2 separate regions of the Sus scrofa genome follow, and region 1 is linked to region 2. A link is a contact called in public promoter capture Hi-C data. All regions are on one chromosome and are shown on one strand. The core of a region is the stretch at or near the end of the contact, and the rest is flanking DNA. Distances in the headings are between cores, read along the strand shown.

Region 1 (3,244 bases), core at 433-2,932, 270 kb after region 2:
GTGGCTTTGATTCAAACTTGCCCTGAGAACTTCCATATACTGCAGAAGTGGCCATTTAAAAAAAAAAAAAAAAAAAAAAAAAAAAAAAGGGCAATAAAACAGAATTTTTTGGTTAGAATTTCTGATTATATTCATAACTGCATTTTAATCATGTTACTATGTTGCTTTTGAATATCATCATGATTTCAGGAAGTAGGAGTAATCATATATATACATATATTTGTATATATATGTGTGTATGTATATATAGATATACGAATTTTTTTTCCTGCTTTTAGAAAAAATTCTTTTCACCCAATGATTGGATTTTGATGAAAATAGCTTTGAGAAGAACTTGTCTAAGTTAGATTCTTATATATAAGCCAAACTTTCACATCTTAATGAAAAAAAAAAAGGGGTTTTCTTGTTAAATAAGTTAGGGAAACACTTGGGTAGAAAAAAAATTAAACAAGTTTCTATATGCAGGAATTTTTGCAGCTTATATTAATGAGTATTAAAAATCTCCAAAAGGGATCTTCAGTAGTATATAGAAATTCTATCCCAGGTTTTAATTATAGAACATCCCAAAAACTAATATCACATTTTCACTTTGGAAAAATCTGCTGTATACTTTTTCACATGTCTCAATACCTAGAATATGATGTTAATTGGTTTATCAAGTATCTATTAATTCTTAAGTCATGTACAAATTAGTAAGCAAAAAGTTAATTAACAAAGTAAATATAGTAATTTTATTTAAAAATGAATGCTTTAGTTATTTTTGGACTATTCTCTACATTTAACATTAGTTCATTAGGTAGAAATGACGCATGATCAGCTTCCTTGATATGTATTTTATCATAAAATTCAAAACTGTACTTCAATCATGGGAATTACTTCTTCCCTATTTTTTTTGGCTATGCCCTCAGCATGAAGAAGTTCCCTTGCTGGGTATCAAACACAAGCCACAGCAGTGACAATGCCAGATCCTCAGCTACTGCTAGGCTACCAGGAAACTCCAAGTAAACATATTTTTTCAAATTATTAAAAATATTATCTAAGATAAATAAAATTAATGTTTATATACTCCTCAGAATCTATAGAGCAATTTTCACACAGTACTATATTTCATTTAATATTATTCTAAATTCTATGAATTAAGTATTCATATATCCCCATTAAGAAAAAGAAAATGAGGCCCAAGATCATACAATAAATGGCAGAAACTAAACTGAAATCAGGGGGTCTCAGAATGTTGAATCAGACCTTTTTTACTTTACTATCCTGCCAGTACAATATGATACTCAGCATCAGGGGACAAGAAAAAAAAAATCTTGTTCTGAAATATGATACAAGTATAAAAATTATTTAAAAATTTACCAAAATTATATAAAAAATTATCATCAAAAAAATTATAACACATCTACAGGTACCAGCCTCTATTTTATTGTTGCTGGGGATACAGCTGCAAATGGCTTGTTTGTTTTTTTTTTTTTTTAAGTTGAAGTTATCCTTTTCACCTTTCTGGGAAAACTCATTCTAGGCTATTTTAAAATTTCCTTTCTAGTAGTTGAAAGAACAACACGGCAGAGGATATAGGGCATACACGTCATCTAAGTCAATGGAACAACACTCAGCATGCATCTGTACTTCCTGCCCTCCACCCCCACCCCAAGTTGTAGCTGTCCCTGGGCAATGCAGGTTGAGTACACTTCAATGATTATAACACTGTCTGGGCCAACAGCCAAACTAGGCTTTTTCTGGCCTGATCTTGTCAGTGAAAGTTAGCTTAAAAAAAACGGTAGGAAAGAGCTTTCCTTCCTGTAAAGCCCTGAATGAGTTAACACCCTTCCTAGAATTTCTTTAAAAATACTGTTCTGCAACATTAGGGTGGAAGAATGTATTTTGAATGACAGCATGCTCTGTTATTTTTAAAAAAACCATACAACAATTCTCAATGAAGAAATAAGCCCAGAAGAAACACTTCTGGCCGCAAGGTCATAGACACTGTAGTCTTACATTAACTCTGTTTAAAAAATTGTTGGGCAAACTGCCTTCACCAGAGAACTTATTCAAGACCTTGGCAAGTCTTTATATCTCTAACAGCCTGTTCCCTCATGTGTGAAAATGATGGTCCTTTAATCAGAGAGGCCTATGTACTTCTGACAAGAATTCTTCTCAAAGTACACAAGATGAGAAAATACCCCACACAATTCTGCAAGTAATTCCATTGAGTTCAGCTGAAATCTGCTTGTGCACCCCAGACTAAGAATGACTCTATTAGATGACCTTTTAAATGGGCTTTCCAGATCCAATTCCATATACTATTTTACCCAAGGCAATGCCCACTGAATATATTAAATGCTCTTTATTGAAAATATACTACCATTGGCTCCTATTTATTTAAAATGATCATCAAGGGTGTGTATGTGAGTGCAGGGAGTGTATTTTTCTGTAAAGAAAAGCAGCACTAAGCCTTTACATTTTACTTGAATGAAAACATATCAATATATCATGATTCACGGAGAAAATTATTCCTGAAACTAGAGAAGAGAGGTGAATCCTTGATAACACTTCTGATTTATTTCAAAGAAATCTTGTGCTTCTTCTAGACATTTCCCACTTCCTTTAAATTCAACTGAAGAATAGGTATGTTAAAGGTAACTCTTAAATCTCTCTTGAAACTGTCACTTCTATTTCATCTTCTTTAAAATGATCATTCTAATTGCAAATACTGTAACTTCTCGTTTTCTAGCCATTTAATAGCACCTCAAAGGAAAAAGTCAAATTCAAGTATAGTGTTTCAGGCTTCTATAATTTTGATTTGAGTTTTCCAAGTTATATGCAGCCACTTTTCCTTTCTCACTCTGTGGGTCCAAGAGCATCTACGCAGTTACCGGTAGTGAAGCTTCAAGCTGCCTTCTGCATCTTTGTCCTCACACATAATTCTCTCTGCTCTGAATGACATTTTATCTCCTAGTCTGTTAGGCAAGCCCCACTTCTTATTCAACTTTCAGCTTAAAACTCTTCTCTTTGATACAACCTTCTACAACTCTTTCAATTTCTGTATAATTTGTAATTTGGCATACAGGTTAAAAAATGAAGGCAAAAGAATCACCCTAACTGGGTTAAAATTCTAGTTCCACTATTTTTTAGCTGTGTTTAAATAAATCATTTAAACCTCTTGGTACTTTAATATCCTTAACAGTGCTAGTATCTACTCAGAAGATGACTGTATGTATTCAATGATACAATCCATATAAAA
Region 2 (3,182 bases), core at 261-2,760:
CAGTGGAATTATGTTATAATGTTAAATTGCTATAATTCAAGTTTCAGACTAGAGGAAGAGCAGCACAGAGAGTTAGTCTTTCTGAGGCGAATTCGCAAAGGAAAATAAATGTGTAGCCGGAGAATTCAGGAAGATGGAGAAGGAACTTTGTGGCCCAGGCTATTTTCAGGCCCTTTAACCCCCTCATCCCTTAGCATATTCCTGGGGCTTTGTCCTTGTGGCTTTAGGGGTGTCTGAGGTAGTGGGAGGACAGTTGAAAAGTGATGGCCATGTGGTGCTAGAAGGAAAGAATCTGGAGTTCACCCCAGCTCCCACCACTGCCCACTACGCCTCTCCCCTCTGTTCCTCGTGCCTATCGTCTCAGCTGGGTCCTTTCCAAGTAGCGTGACTGATACAGAGACCACAGCACACATTTCTGGAAGACAATCCTTGTTACAGAAAATGAGCCATAATCAAATCAATAAAGCATCATTCCTACGAGCCTCTACCTGCCATAGAAAGGACACTGTTCTACCAAACACTGCTTTGAAATGAGATTCCACTGCTCCCCATACCCCTTCATTGAATAAAGATTCATTCAGAATTATTACGTGTCAAGTCCTCTGCCAGACGCAGGGGGGAGACACGAAGGTGAAATGACAAGAAGATGGGCCCTGCCCGCAGCGCACTGGGAAGAGGGCTGGGGGGAAGGAGTGTAAACTCTAACTTCTCTTTGTAGCTCTTTTTTCCCCTTTAATCAAGCCCACATGTTTCACGAAGGGGCTTGAAAGGAGGGAAGGATTATAAAAATGTTCACTTTCATCCTGCAGATATGAGAAAACAAGAACATGCTGCCATTACTCGACAACTTTATGGCTCCAAATAATGCCAGCGCACGCAGTCCATCAACAGAGGGCCGAAAGTCTGCACCCGGTGGGCATATCATGGGTGCCCGGGCGAGGGCGGGGGGGCATGCTCAGGCAATGCCAGTCCAGGGCCAGGCTTCCCAGGACCCCAGACAGGAGGAGGAGAAAGGGCCAGGGAAGCAGGAGGAAGGAGGCCCATCTGCTCTCAGAGCCAACAAAAGCCCGCCAAGCCCCAGTCCCCTCCACACACCTTCCTCCTCTTCTTAAGAAATGACAGAATTCAGGAAATATTACTTCGGCTTGCAGGCTTCTGTCCTGGCCTATCAAACCCACAGAGAAGTCCCAGCAAATTACTGGAAACTGCACTTTGAACTTAGCCCCTGGCAAGGAGCCCAGTCAAACAGCCATGTACAAGTTCCTTTCCTCCGAGGGGCCCCTCCACCAGGGTGTCCCTATAGACACTCAGAGAGCTGATTGCAACAGGTTGGAATGAGGCCCTGCGCCAGGAAAACAAGCCCTGACCAGTATGATTTCCTACTGCCTGTGCTGTTTCTCAAAAAGTTTTTTTTGGCATGTTCCCCCTCGTTTTGTTGGACTGGGTTACAGGCTCAGGTCCCATCGAGGAAAAGAGTGGCACCCTTTTCACAAAATGCTGAATCTTTGTTTAGCTCAAAAACTGCTCCATCGGCCCCACCGGTAAGTCCAGTAATGTCGGGGGGCAGCAGGGCTGGGGGGACTGGTCAGGCCAGTTGCTAAGCAAATTCTCTGAACTCCCAAGGCATGGAGAAGTAATTAGCTGGTAAACCCCACAGATATTTCTACCTCCAACAAGGGAGATGGTCTTTCTCTGCCCACTAGACCTCACTACACGGTCTGAAAATAAACCAACCCTAGGGGCTGTGAGGGCATCGGCCACTTCTGCCATGCCTGGTCCCACGACTGCTGCTCCTCCTTCAGAGGAAACCGCCAAAACATTGGCCTCTTTCTAGCTCTGTTCTATTTCTAAGAAAACTCAATTGCACAAGCAAATAAACGGACTTATAAAACAAAGAGGTCACCGAGAGACAGATAAAGCTAAAGGTTAGACAGCTGCAGAAACACGCCTCTATCCCAGCTGCAGAGGGAGCTCCCTGGAGGAAGCAGCTCATCCCCCAGGAACCATCAGCCACCTGCAAGGGGGAGGGGATACGCTCAGGGCTACTCCACTTCAGATGAAACATTCCTTTCTCAAGTACTAAAAGGGATTCAAATCACCACCAGATTGGGCCAGGGGTGACCTAAATCTCCTCGCGTGCATTTACTCTAACTGCTCTCTCAGAATGGGGCTTTTTCTGATGATACTTGTATTGTGTCATATGCAGAGTGGAAGGAGTGCAGCTATCTCCTCTCCTGATCTTGTGATAAAGAAAACTCCCCCAAACAGGCGTTTTTTAGTTTTATGTTCTTTCTAGAGATTGCACACCGATTGGGAGGGCGGCTAGTTCCACCTCTAAGCCCACAGCTTCCCCGCTCCTGCCTCCCTGACCTCTTACTGACCCAGTTATGCAATAACCAGCGGTCCATGAACACCATACAATCCCCCCCAAATGCTACTGAGGACATCTTTTTAGAGCACTGGTGCCTGGCCCTGGCATATTCAGGGAGGTTCCCACAGCTTTTCCACTGTGATTGTCAAAGCTCAACTCTCTTCCATTTGTTCCCCTCTCCTACCCCCACCCCCAGTGGTCCTCAGAGAAGTAACTCAAGAACAGCAACAAACCCAGACCTCACATAAAGTCTACAAAGATGGTGTGTACCAGTGAAGTGTTCGCTCCTCTAGGTATTCAACAAGCATTTAGGATGATTCTAACAAAGCAACTCTTACCATGTAGATCCCTCCTAGGCTCTGTGTCGTCTTCTACAAAACAACCTGGGAGAAAAATACAGACACCTTGGGGAGGTTGTGCCCATAAATGGCAGGTGTGAGGGGTCAGACCCAGCAGAGGGGACAATCAGAGCATGAACATATGTTCTAAGCCACAGAGACACAGAAAGCTGAGAGAACTAAGTAGGGTTGCAAAGAAGGCCTCCATCTCCATTCAGAAATCCAAGGGACCAATGAATTTCAGTCATGTCCAAGCACACGGAAAACTAGAGCCAGGTGGGTGATGACTAGCAGCTAGCAAGGGGAAAATTCAGAGCACTTCTGCACCAAAGACCCAGGGCCAAAAAGCCTTCTACCCCCATCTCCCTTCACTGGACCATAATCACCTTTTGATGACAATGGGAAAAATAATTTTTAATTGCCCTATAAAGAAGGCAATACAAAGACCCACAGAATATAAAGCAAAGAGATGA

The links. Promoter capture Hi-C pulls out the DNA fragments that hold promoters and counts their contacts.
Region 1: a contact with region 2 is called in a promoter capture Hi-C map of liver, with 3 times the contacts expected there. The contact joins two enhancer-like sites. A contact is called at or near these places in 1 of 5 promoter capture datasets (liver) and 1 of 47 Hi-C or Micro-C datasets (liver).

What each region holds. Positions count from the first base shown.
Region 1 is chr8:100,993,714-100,996,957 of Sscrofa11.1, forward strand. All of the region lies in intron 15 of SPATA5 (spermatogenesis associated 5), which reads right to left. Among named protein-coding and RNA genes, the nearest start is that of SPRY1, 130 kb to the left of the region's middle. Within about 2 kb of position 1,683, at least 16 of the 83 cell types and tissues checked have an H3K27ac peak or open chromatin away from gene starts, as enhancers often do. A contact at or near this core is called in liver, where this site is marked.
Region 2 is chr8:100,726,766-100,729,947 of Sscrofa11.1, forward strand. It overlaps a transcript of SPRY1 not described here. Among named protein-coding and RNA genes, the nearest start is that of SPRY1, 130 kb to the right of the region's middle. Within about 2 kb of position 1,511, at least 36 of the 83 cell types and tissues checked have an H3K27ac peak or open chromatin away from gene starts, as enhancers often do. A contact at or near this core is called in liver, where this site is marked.